Linked DNA regions of Mus musculus: all the other regions are linked to region 2. A link is a contact called in public HiChIP or PLAC-seq and promoter capture Hi-C data. All regions are on one chromosome and are shown on one strand. The core of a region is the stretch at or near the end of the contact, and the rest is flanking DNA. Distances in the headings are between cores, read along the strand shown. Region 1 holds the start of B430010I23Rik (RIKEN cDNA B430010I23 gene). Region 2 holds the start of Triml2 (tripartite motif family-like 2). Region 3 holds the start of Mtus1 (mitochondrial tumor suppressor 1).

Region 1 (4,012 bases), core at 1,062-3,561, 2.2 Mb after region 2:
CTTAAGGAGACCCCGGGGGCTTCTAGCTCTATCTTTACCCACCCTCTGGACTCCAGGATCTTATACTTCCTTTCTATATGATAACTCCTCACTCTGTGCTTGCTTCTGCTTTTAAAAGAAATAGCATATTTTATTATTTTAGGTGTTTGTCACGTGTATGTCTTTGCACCACTTACATGCGGTGCCCACAGAAGCCAGAAGAGAGGGTACTGGACTTTCAGACAGTTGTAAGCTGTCCTTAGTTGCTGAGAATTGAACTTGACCCCAGGGTTCTCTGGAAGAGCAAGCCAGTGCTCTTAACCACTGACTCATTGCTCCAGCCTCTGTTTTGGCTCCTTACGATGAAAGTTCATTGATAGCAGAGTCTGCTTCCAGTTCCTTCTTGTAAAACCACCCCAAGAATTGAAGTTGACAATTCAGACAGTACCTGAGTGGACGAGCGAAGGGCGAGGGTGGAACTGCAGAAACATCTTACAAGAGCACACAGAATCCCCATGTTGGATGTTCTCCACCCCTTCTCTGTTTTATAATCCATCAGTGAATGTTCGCTAGTTGCCTAGTGTGTACAAGGCACTCACTGTTAGGAAACAGCTGAAAGGGAAAGGGTAAGTTGAGCAATTAAAAATCCCCTTAACCCTTTACAGAGATCTCTTGTACCCACTGTTGAAACATTTGGATCCTATTAACCAGCATTGCTGTTAGTAACCCTAGAGTCCTCATCAAAGGGTCTCTAGGCATATTTCTTGGTAAGGTAAAACAAGACCAGATAGGTTTTTTTTTTTTTGCATATAGAATCTAACCTAGGCTAGTACCTCCCCCCCCCAAAGGGTTTTAAATTATGCTAATAGTCTACATCTCAGATTTAAAGGGGTGGGGTGGGGGTGGGAGCAGGCAGGATGAGGGAGTGGGTGGGAAGGAAGTGTCCACAATGATAAAAGTATGAACTCTCTGCAGCTCTTTCCTGTAATAGTTCCTGTGTTGCTGATGCCATTCAGTAGCCTGCAGAAGTCAGGCACACTGGCGGGACGACAGCCAGCCACTAAGTGCTTGCATCCCAGAGACCCTAATTAAATTACGGAGAATCCCGTTGTTGTTGAGTTTTTTTTTTTTTTCCTTAAAGCGCTTCATATATTTAATGCATGAGTTTGAAAGCATCTTCGTGTGGATTTCCACCTTTCTCTCTAGTCTCACTGTGTGTGTATGTCTGTGGGGCGAGGGTGGGGTTGCATGTTATAGTACAAAGATAATCAAATAAACCTCTTCTCTGGATTATAAATGGTTTATCATCTATGACAGAGACACTAATCTAAGCAGCTGGAAAAAAAAATCGGTCTCTAACTGCCAGAATGTATTTTATCATCTTGAGTAAATAAGAAGTACATTTAAAGGGCAGGCAACCCAGACAGTCATGCAGAAACTAATAGTATGTCTGTTGGAGTCTGGGCTCTGTGGTCTGCATTTTTGAGTAGATCATATTAAAGCCCCGGGTTTCCCATAGTCCTGCGCTGCTTCGCCTCAGATGATGTCATCTGCTTTGATTGATGACCAAAGAATTGGTCCTGGACATTGCCCTCCTAAGTACCAGGCTCCTTGAAGGCAGGAGCTATGTCTTAATTTTCTTACATATCATTATGGTATAGGATATAAAATGTGCTTAGCTATATGAGTAATAACTCATAATTCAGAAAGATAAATGTCCCTTCTGGGCATTTGGGGGGAGGGGATGTTGGCTTTCCAGAAAGTGTATAAAATGAGTCAGGTTAAGAAAGCCCGTCATCCCAAGAGGGTAGCATGGATTCTGGGAAGGATAGCTTTTGACTTGGATGGAAGATCTCGGGATGCTAAACAGGAGCTAGGCAATTCTAGTCCATGGGAGCGCACACAAGCACACAGGCTAGCACCCACTCATGCTTGCTACACGTATGTATGTATGCTGTATTTGCTGGAGGAAGAAATTCCGCCTCATGTATGGGTGCTACCTGAGCTCCACCTTCAGTCCCAGTGTCATTTGTAACATACTCAAAAGAGAAGGGAGTTTATACACAGAAAATATTGAATAACAGCCCTCTAGGGTATAAAGAAACCCCTTCTATGCTTGCGTACTGGGCTCTAAAGAACCAGGACTAGAAGCAAAGGTGACACCAAGGGCAAAAAGCCATTGTGAAGGAAGAGTGGGCTGGCTTTCCCCCACCCCCACTTCCGGCCATTGAGACACAGTGACAACTGACCTTGATGTCCTCACGCTGGATCTTGCTGGAGAAGGCTGAGTGTGGTTTAGGGAAGTGAGTTAGGACAGATGTCAACACTCACTGAAATCTGTTGCCTCCTGAAGTCCACTAATAAGCTAACCACCCCTCCCTCGGGTGTTTCTGGAGGGAGGGAGGTGTGGCTTTCCAGAGTCCTTTAGAGATAAGCATCAGTAGCGTCAGCTTTTGCCATCTTCCTTTCCGTTTTCTTGTGCAAGTGGTAAGATTTCCTTGTCCTTTTACCCCCTTTTGTTTGCAACTTGGCTGCTGTGGGAAAGGGGACTCTGAAGCGTGGTCACAGTTTCATGTCTAATAGAGCTGTCCCCGCTTTTCTCTCACGCCACTGACAGACTCTGCCATTTATCCAAAGCATTTGAATAAAATTAAGGCTTGACGTGACAGTACTCGAATAGTCAGGCTGTAGTGGCACGTGCCTGTAATCCCAGAACTTGGGAGACTGGGGCAAAGGAAAGCAAGTATGAGACCCGTAAGAAGGGGAGAAAAGAGAAAAACATTGTATCTGTGGGTTATTATTTTGTTGTTCTCAAACTTTAGTTTTTGCATTACAAAAGCAATCGTTTATTTTTGAAATTTGGAATTCCTGACTGGTGATTTCAAATATATGTAATCCCCAATACCCATGTATTATCAATGAACTATACTCTATTGTAATATTATTTAAAGTTCTAAATCACAGCAGGGCCCCCTGGGTGCCCTTCACCATGAGGTTCATCATGCCTTTAGTATATGGGTTCTGAAGAGCAAACCCCCTTTTTCTATTAGTGAGTGCGATAATCTAATGACCTCAATTAGAGAGCGGAGTAAAAAGGCTCACACATCTAAAAATAACTCCATTATCCACGCAGAGAGGGTCCCGTTTCTGTTTCCTCTGCCCCCGCTGATATTAAGTAAGTGCCAATCGATCAGGATAATGTCTGGCTCTCGTTTCTCATAAATGAAGGGCTGTGGCTTTAAGTAATCATCCGTTGCTTGTGCCAGAGACAGAAGCTGCAGTATCAGCTTCAGAGAGGAGAGAGAGGAGTCTGAGGCAGTAACCTGCGGGACAGGCGGGGAGGCCACCAGGGCCAATGGCGCTCCTCCCTGTGGAGCTTTGAATGTAGGCAGACCCGGACGGACGGATGGGTGGGAGGCGTGGCCACCTGTGCGCTTCTTGGACAGTGCAGGGGGTGGGGGAGTTGGAGAGACCGGAGCTGGAAAATGGGCTGCCCTAGCAGCAAAATGTGCCTCTCTCCTCCCTGTGCAGCAACAAGGGTAATTAGTATTTGTTTACAGGGCTTTTCTAGAAGGGTGTCAGGGACTACGTACTGCAGACCCTGTCTGGAACCAGGGGGAAGTGCTTTGAGTGAGAAGCAAGTCTAGACTGCAGAGACCAGTCTCGTGCTCTCTGCCATACTGCAACCCAGATGCCGGCTGGAGTCCCACATCTAAGGTCATCTCAGGAAGTGCCCTTCCTGAAAGCCTGGACATTCTCTCACTTCCTAGTTTCACCCTGGCGCCAGGGACTCTCCGTCTTGAGGAACTGTGTCTAATGATTGTGTTTGTATAAGTATGTGTGGATGTGTGCCTGCTACAGACCTGAAGGTAACGTGAAAATTATTCCTTACCGCAAGACTGATACTTGTTATTCTTTAAACCCTGAAACACCCTCCTGATTTCTTTCACTTCACTTCTCTCAAGCCTATTTAGAATTATAGTTGCTTCATGATGTAAGAGTCCTTGGAAACTGCTGTGTAGCTGGGTGAAAT
Region 2 (3,809 bases), core at 484-2,983:
GATTTCTTTTAAAAAATATTATACTTAGATATCTTATTTTGTTTTTAGATAGGATCTCACTATGCAACTCTGCATCCTGAGTGCTAGGATTAAAATGTGCTTACTGCCACATTCAGCTACACAAATCTTAAAGTGGAAGATTTTATGTTTTTATTGGTGTTTTGAAAAGCACCCAAGGCAGACGGATTTCTGACCCCATCATATATATATATACCATCTTTATATCTTTTTTTGTGAGAGAGGGTTTCCCTAGGTCCTTGAACTTGCTATGTAGACCAAGCTGGCTTAGAACTCAGAGATCTTCCAGCCTGTCTCCCCAGTACTTGGATTAAGTGTGCCCCCATATCCATCTTTTTTTTTTTTTAAGATTTATTTATTTACTATATGTAAGTACACTGTAGCTGTTTTCAGACACACCAGAAGAGGGCATTCGATTTCATTACAGATGGTTGTGAGCCACCATGTGGTTGCTGGGATTTGAATTCAGGACCTCCAGAAGAGTAGTCAGTGCTCTTAACCGCTGAGCCATCTCTCCAGCCATCCTTAAAAACAGTATTTTTGTTGTCATTTGTTTGTCTTTTTCTTGGGTTTTTGTTTGTTTGTTTGTTTTTGTTTTGGAGGGGAAGACTTCTATCAGTCAGCAAAAGGTTAAAGCAAATCAAAAGGACAGGTCAAATATTAGTTTTTAATAAAAAACAAAACCAAGAAATTCAGGCCAGATTGTGTGTGCCTTTAGTCCTAGCATTAAGGAGGCAGCAGAGAGGCAGAGCCAGGCATATCTCTTAGAGTTTGAGGTCAGCCTGATCTACAGCGAGGGTTGAAGACAGTCAGGGATGCACAGAGAAACCCTGACTCAAAAAAATCAAAACCAAAACCAAAAAACCCCAGGAAATTCCCGCCTCCCTGGGCTTGCTTTCCTGAATGTATCATTTACCTTTTGTCTTGCCTTTCTCAGGCGTTCTTTTATTCTTTTACTGCCCACCCCCCAAGTCTCTCATCTAGGGACCACTACCATCCATCAATCAACCATCCATCAAGCTTCCAAGGATACCAAAATTAAGTTGTTGAATTTGATCAGGCAGGATAGTTCACAACCGGCTTGTAACTCCAGCACTTGGGAAGCTAAGGCTGTGAGTTCAACAGCTAACAGCAGTCCAAAGCGAGGCCCAGTCTCATTAAAAAGTTTAAGTATTTTAATGGTGTCCCAGAAACATCCCCAGTCTGGGCTACTTGTGGAGGTTCAAGTCTAGTGTCCCCCCAAGTCGACTCAGCCATCTGTGGCTCCAGTTCGTGGTGGACCCAACACCCTCCTCTAGCCTCCGAGGGCACCAGGTATGCTTGCAGAACAACGCTCCCATACATAAATCAACTAATTTATTTTTTAAATAAAAAGTTGGCCCGCCTTGATGGTGTGTGAAGGCCGCTTCTGCCAAGCCCGAAGGCAGAATCCTCAGGCCCTCCGGGTTGGACGGAGAGAACCAAACCGATGACTTCCTTAAGCCTGACCACCAAGCCAGGTCTCCCCGCAACCCCCACCCCACCCCCCACATGCGCACACAAAATAAATGTTTAAAAAACTTAGTCGTTGGAAAACAAACAAACAAACAAACAAAAAGTATGATTACGGAAATGATGATGCAAAGCGGGAAAACTCACCTTCCTTTCCAGAAATCTTAAGGATTTCCTTCAGGGAAAGCCACAGCCAGTGGAGACCAGAGACTTCAGTACGAAGGTCAGTTCCGGGTCTCACAAAGCGTCACATAAACCGGCCATTTCGACCTTTATTACCGGATTGGTCCGGATTGGTCCGGAAGCAGCAGAAGTGGCTTCAGATACTTTTGAATCTGTTTCCTGGCCCCACCTCCTAGGTAGGTTAATTTACATTTCTAAACAGTTGTCTGAAAACTCTTCAGTAAAACACTGACCTTGGCTGAAAACTCTTCGGTAAAACACAGACCTTGGGTGTGATCTCAGGCCCAGACAGATTGGATAGCACATTGCTGATAGTCCCTGAATTGGAAAGGCTGAGTCAGGAGGATTGCTGCAAATTTGAAGTGGACCCAGGATAAGAGGTGAGTTCCTACCCAGCTTGGATCACAGAGATTCTGAAAACAGATAAACCACTACTAATCTATCCATTCATCCTCGAATTTTATATAATAATAATAATAGTAAAAAGCTGTGTGTAGCAGTGCATGCCTTTAGTCCTAGCATGGTGGGAGGGGGACAGCAGAGGCAGGAGGATGTCTGTGGATTGAGTTCGAGACCAGCCTGATTTATAAAAGACAGACAGACAGACAGACAGACAGACAGACAGACAGACAGACAGACACGGGGGGGGGGGAGAGAGAGAGAGAGAGAGAGAGAGAGAGAGAGAGAGAGAGAGAGAGAGAGAGAGAGAGAGAGAGAGAGAGAGAAGAGAGAGCATACATTGGGATGGGGTGTGAAAGAGGAAAATGGAACAGCAGAGATGGAAGGGTTTAATGGAGGAGTCCCCCAGGGAGATGGAGGGAGAGGAAGGGGGCCAACTAAAGCAAAATGTATTTTTTTAATTCCTTAAGGTAATTAAAAGCAAATTTAAAAACTATAAAACAAAAGAGAAAGGTACTTTTAAGATGTTGTGCCCTATGTGTGGTGATCATTAATAGGAATGCAGACCATGAGACTACTTTGCAGGATCTGTCTTGTTTTCCTCAGCCTCAGCCTCTTATCTTTAACTGCTAATGCTTTTTCACTAGAGAAGAATGACTCACTTGGTTCTCCAGAATGTTTGCTTCAGGGAAGGGTCACTGCTTTGCAGGGAGATAACCGCCTGCCTAAGGACTTTGTCTCAGGAGGGGGTGTGGGGGAGGAAGGGGCGGGCCCAGTGAAGAGGAAAATCTCTCTAGTTCCCTAATCTTACAGTCCTGTCTCTGACAGGGATTATGTCATGCGCCAATCCTTGCTAAGCAAAGGAGAGAGGGTTTTAAATCTAATTTTATTTTTTTTTAAGCAGTTGGCATGACAACCAGCAAATCCTCCTACCTGGCTCTCCTGATCTTCCAGATCAGATTCAGCACTAGGCATCTAGCACCGTGGCTCTCCTGTCTGGAGAGATTCTCTGTACCTTCTCCCTAAACTGAATTCCTCACGCTTGCTTTCTCAGATAAACCACCTTCTTCTTTTTTTTTTTTCCCTATTTCTTTAGTCTGGAGAGGATTTTCTTTTTAAAAATATACCCAATCTCTTTTCTTCTAAGCCTTGGGGCAAAAAACATGTGTGAGATTTTGACCTGCCCCCTTTTTGGGTTTTGAGACAGCCTTGTGTGTGTGTGTGTGTGTGTGTGTGTGTGTGTGTGAGAGAGAGAGAGAGAGAGAGAGAGAGAGAGAGAGAGAGAGAGAGAGAGAGTTTCAACAAGACAGGGTTTCTCTGTATAGTCCTGGCTCTCCTGGAACTCACTTTGTAGACCAGGCTGGCCTTGAACTCAGAAATCCACCTGCCTCTGCCTCCCAAGTGCTGGGATTAAAGGCCTGTGTCACCAGCCTTTTGCTATATATAGAAAGCTGAGTTTAAACTTGTGGCACTCCTGCCTCAGATTCCATAGTGCTGAAAATTTCATGTGTACAGACAGCACCATGCTCTGAAAGGAAGGACTGGCTTCTAGCTGTCTTGTTTTCTCTAAGTTTGTCCTGTTCATTAGAAGTAGGGACAAGAAAGATTGACCAGTGCTTAAGGCTCTTGCAAAGGACCAGAGTTAAATTCACAGTAATTCAAGTTAGGCTGCGGACCACTGCCTGTTACTCCAGTTCAAGGGAACCGGTGCCCCCTTG
Region 3 (3,950 bases), core at 735-3,234, 2.0 Mb after region 2:
CAAGAGGGATAGAGAAGCCAATAGGCCTTAGTTCATGACCATTTGGCTGGACAGAGTCTCTGATGATGCCCCCAGATCACTTCTGATTATGGGAATGCAATGAGAAGCTAAGGTTCTGATTTCCACACCTTCAAAAAAGTGACAGTCACATCTGCACCGTGACTGCCTCTAAACTGTGACGTATCTCCAATTACTTCAGTGAGTGGTTGTTTTTTTAAATTTTGTTTTCTTCTTTCAATTTATCTTACAGAAATAAAAAGTAAAACTGATTCCATATTCATACATAGAACTAAGTCGCACAATGGAATGCAGTGGTGGTGGGAATCTGGATGTGTGTGGATTATATTGGGCCAAATCATCGGGGGCACGTGGCTTATAAAGGCTTAAATAATATGTTTAACACAAGGAGGATTTTCCTTAGGGAGGAAGCATGTTGCTAATTAGCATAATTATCTCATGACTTGCCAGAAAAAAACATCCGGGGCTTTTTTTTTTTTTTGGTTTTGTTTTGTTGGGTGCCTTTTGCTCAAGGGAGAATTGTCCGATGGTTTTTAATGCTGTGCCACTTTAAAACTAGTCACATGATTTTTTTCCTAACGTCAGACAGAGTTGATATTACGACAGGGATTTCAAAGATAAGCAAGAGGTGTTATCTACTGGAATATGGAGGGAAAAAAAGGGGGAGTCGGGCCTGCTCGGCTGGGTTTGTGCCTGCCTTGGCTGCCCTCACAGTGTGACCATGTGCAAGTCACTTGGCTTTTCTGAGCTTCGGTTGCCTCACTCAAATAATAGAGATAATAATCTAACCTATTTACAGCAGGGTCTACTTGTGAGCGAAGAATGGATCATTGTTCACGTGAAAGCACTTAAAGCTATAAACAGCAAAGCTATTAGATCATCCAGCATTCGTGGTATAGGCAACCTCTGAAATGCTGCTTCTGCTCCCTCACCCCCACCCCCGTCCCCCGCCTCTGCGCTCCAAGAAATGTACTGAAAATGCTTTTTCAGCAATCCCAGGCCACGTAGTTTTATATATGTATACACACATGCATACATTAAACTTAGAGTTCTGGGTTGTCTGACATGTTCAGGAATGTTTTTATCTGTTACAAGCAGGCTATCAATCTTTAGGGAAAAAACCTTATATTAAAATATGCTTAGTGGAGGCTGAAATTTCCTCAGTTTGATTCAAGAACAAGGACTTTGGCTTTCAAGTGGCCAGACCTAGCTTCTCTTCCTAGCTTCTCCCACTACCCCAACCCCACCCCCATCTGAACTTCTAACAGTCGGAGTGCTGGTTTCTTTAATCTTTAATAGGTGCTCGCTAGTAATCTGCTCGGAAGTCTGAAGACAATATAGGGCGCAGGTGGGACTCTCCGAGAACAATCAGTGCTGCTTCCTTATAAACCCTTACGCTGATAAGCCTGCAACTTCCCCACCTCCCAACTCCAAAGCCCTTCGCGGGACAGGGAATTCTGGCTGCGAGGGGACCCAGGAGGAGCCAATCCTCCCTCTGGCTAGCTAGCCTGTCCGACGGTCCTGGGGCCCCAAAGTTGGGCTTGGCAGAGCTTAGCTTTCCCACCAGGACGTGAATGGTTTGGGGTCGCGCGGGACAGCCAGCCAAGCGCGCAGTCAGCAGCGGTGGCTTTGCGACACACGTGGCAACAGGTGCAGCGCGATCCAGGACGTACGCCCGGGGCTTGTGGCTTATGTTGACGTTTAGCCAGGGAGCCCGACCCGGCTGGCGACCGTAGTGGAGCTCCGCGGGAGTCATCGTGCCTCAAGGAACCCCTGCTCGTCTCTCAGGTTAGTTTTTTTGGGGGGCACTGCCCCTTCTGCCCCCCTCTCCCCCCCGCAACCTGGCCTTTGTCTGGGCTCTAGGAGCCGCCGCGGGCGAGGGGCGAGGCCACCCAGCCCAGGATCCTCCGCCTTCGCTCCTCCCCCTGGCGGCCCGGGGCGGGGAGGCTGGGACGCCCGGGCTCCGGGTTCCCGGTTCCCGCCTGGCCGCCAGGGTGCTGGTGCGGGTTGGGGTCGATCTGCAAGCCCCAGGTACAGACGTCTCCAAGGCAGGACCCGCCGAGGGTGCAGAACGCCGTGGCTCCCCCCAGGGCTGGCTCCCCGGCTCTGCGGGCAAGCGCGGAGTGGATCCCATTCCGTCGCCCATCCCGGCCGCGGTGGGGACCTCCGGAGAACGAGGAGCTGGGGAGCGGCGACTGCAACGCACTCACGGTGACCGGACTGGCTTTCCGGGGAGGGGGGCGGGTGTCCTAGTGGGTTTCAAAGTAGGAGGAGTGGGGAGGCTGAGCTCACGTGGGACCCGCGGGGCTCCTGCAGGACAGCGGGCTGCAGTTGCTGTCACCTTGAAAGTGACCGAGGCGGTGGGTTTATTGTGGATAAAGGACAACTGTCAAGTTTGCATCCTCGGTGGAAAGCCGCCCACCAAGCGCTGGATTCTGGCTCTGGACCTGGCAGCCTCAGGCTTCCGGCTGGGCGACTTGCCGGGGTCCATTCCCACTAAGCAGTCAGGGCAGAAAATATGGGAGAAAGGGAATTAGTGCAGTTCCCCAGGTCCTCATGCGGGTTTTACTCCCTGCAGCCTGCGGGTTCTTACAAACTCTAAGGGAAAGCCCACGTTGAGGGTCGCCGTATTGATTACTCAATAGAGGACTTAGCTCGAATTTCCGCGAAGTCTTTGCGCCCCCCCCCCCAACTAGGGTGATCTGTTCACTTTTCACTTGTAAAAGTGACACATTGAATTGTAAACATAGCTTGCATACTGGCACTCACTCTGCAAAATGCTACTTTTAAATTGTCTTGTGTTCTACCAGAGGAAATCCAGTGTATTTTGTTTGTCTTAAAACCAGAGTCTTAGGCAAAACAGGAGGAAAGCGAGCTTTCATGTTCTGCCAGGTGATTGGAGTTCAATCAAGGTATCAAATCACAGCGCGGTGGGGGTGGGAGTGGATTCCGGGGATCCGGAGACAACTTGTGGGAGGGCAAAAAAGAGGTGGGGTCGGGCCCCCGCTAAACATATGACCTCTGTAAGGAATGTTTTACAAATAGGTTATCAGTTTAAATAGTTCATCCCCGTTCTCTCCAGCAATCCCTTTAGGGCAATCTGTACTCTGTTGTGTGGGTGTGTTTAAACTTCTTGTTTACAGATTTATTTCTCAAGAACTGTATCGATAAGAAAAGTTATGCAAGAAAACCTGTTCCTGCCCTGTTTTTTTAAAAAAGGCATAGAATTTAGTTTAAAATACTTTTAAAATGTTGTATCGATCTTCACCTGAACCCTCTCTCCACTGCCCCGGCCCCCCCCCCCCGTGACCCACCCCCTTGTTCAATGGATGGAGCGAAGAGTTTTGTATATACCAAACACCTGGATTATCATTGATAGCTGCCCCAGCCCCTCACCTGTTCCTTTTAAAAACTAGATTTATGTGGGAAACAAATTGTGTTTGGGAGAGGTCTGTACCTTTTAATTAACCGTTAGGAATTCAAGGATAATTTTTGTAGGGTTTAGCTAGGATTGTGAAATTCTGGATAAATTTCTTGTAGACTTTTTGGAAACTAGAGTTACAAGAATTAAGCTTTTAAGAAGCATGTTGATTAGTAACCCTGAGAGCTCTGATTTCAACCGGAATGGACCGCTGATGTATACAGTTTGATACATTCAGGAAAATAAGAGTCAATCCCACCATTTCTCTTTTTCTCCCCTTTGTAAACTATAATGAAAATTCCCCCATTATATAAAGCCTTCAAAATCTTAATAAGTGTTACACATTATATTCTATACACGTGTCGATTTACTTAACCTTGTTTTACAAGCTGATCTTTTCATTTTCAGTTACTGTAATTAAATATGCTATTGCAACCCTTAATCGCTTTTAAAATTTTGTCTGCAAGGTAGGTTTCCTTAGGATAAAGTCCTTGGAAATCACAATTAGTGG

The links. Promoter capture Hi-C pulls out the DNA fragments that hold promoters and counts their contacts. HiChIP or PLAC-seq counts read pairs in DNA pulled down with a chosen protein or histone mark.
Region 1: a contact with region 2 is called in an H3K27ac HiChIP or PLAC-seq map of embryonic stem cells, with 7 times the contacts expected there. The contact joins the promoter of B430010I23Rik here to the promoter of Triml2 in region 2. A contact is called at or near these places in 1 of 39 promoter capture datasets (embryonic stem cells) and 2 of 115 datasets of contacts at active chromatin or transcription factors (both in embryonic stem cells).
Region 3: a contact with region 2 is called in a promoter capture Hi-C map of embryonic stem cells, with 2.7 times the contacts expected there. The contact joins the promoter of Mtus1 here to the promoter of Triml2 in region 2. A contact is called at or near these places in 2 of 39 promoter capture datasets (embryonic stem cells and stem cell-derived epiblast-like cells).

Annotation. Positions count from the first base shown.
Region 1 is chr8:41,016,037-41,020,048 of GRCm38.p6, reverse strand. B430010I23Rik (RIKEN cDNA B430010I23 gene) reads right to left here and starts at 2,311. Exons shown (of 3, transcript NR_015457.2): 1 at 2,229-2,311; 2 at 428-591. The region is part of intron 6 of Mtus1 (mitochondrial tumor suppressor 1); the gene reads left to right.
Region 2 is chr8:43,178,460-43,182,268 of GRCm38.p6, reverse strand. It overlaps Triml2 (tripartite motif family-like 2), which reads right to left and starts at 1,733. Exons shown (of 8, transcript NM_001381929.1): 1 at 1,657-1,733. It also overlaps a transcript of Triml1 not described here.
Region 3 is chr8:41,131,760-41,135,709 of GRCm38.p6, reverse strand. Mtus1 (mitochondrial tumor suppressor 1) reads left to right here and starts at 1,984. Exons shown (of 14, transcript NM_001005863.2): 1 at 1,984-2,229.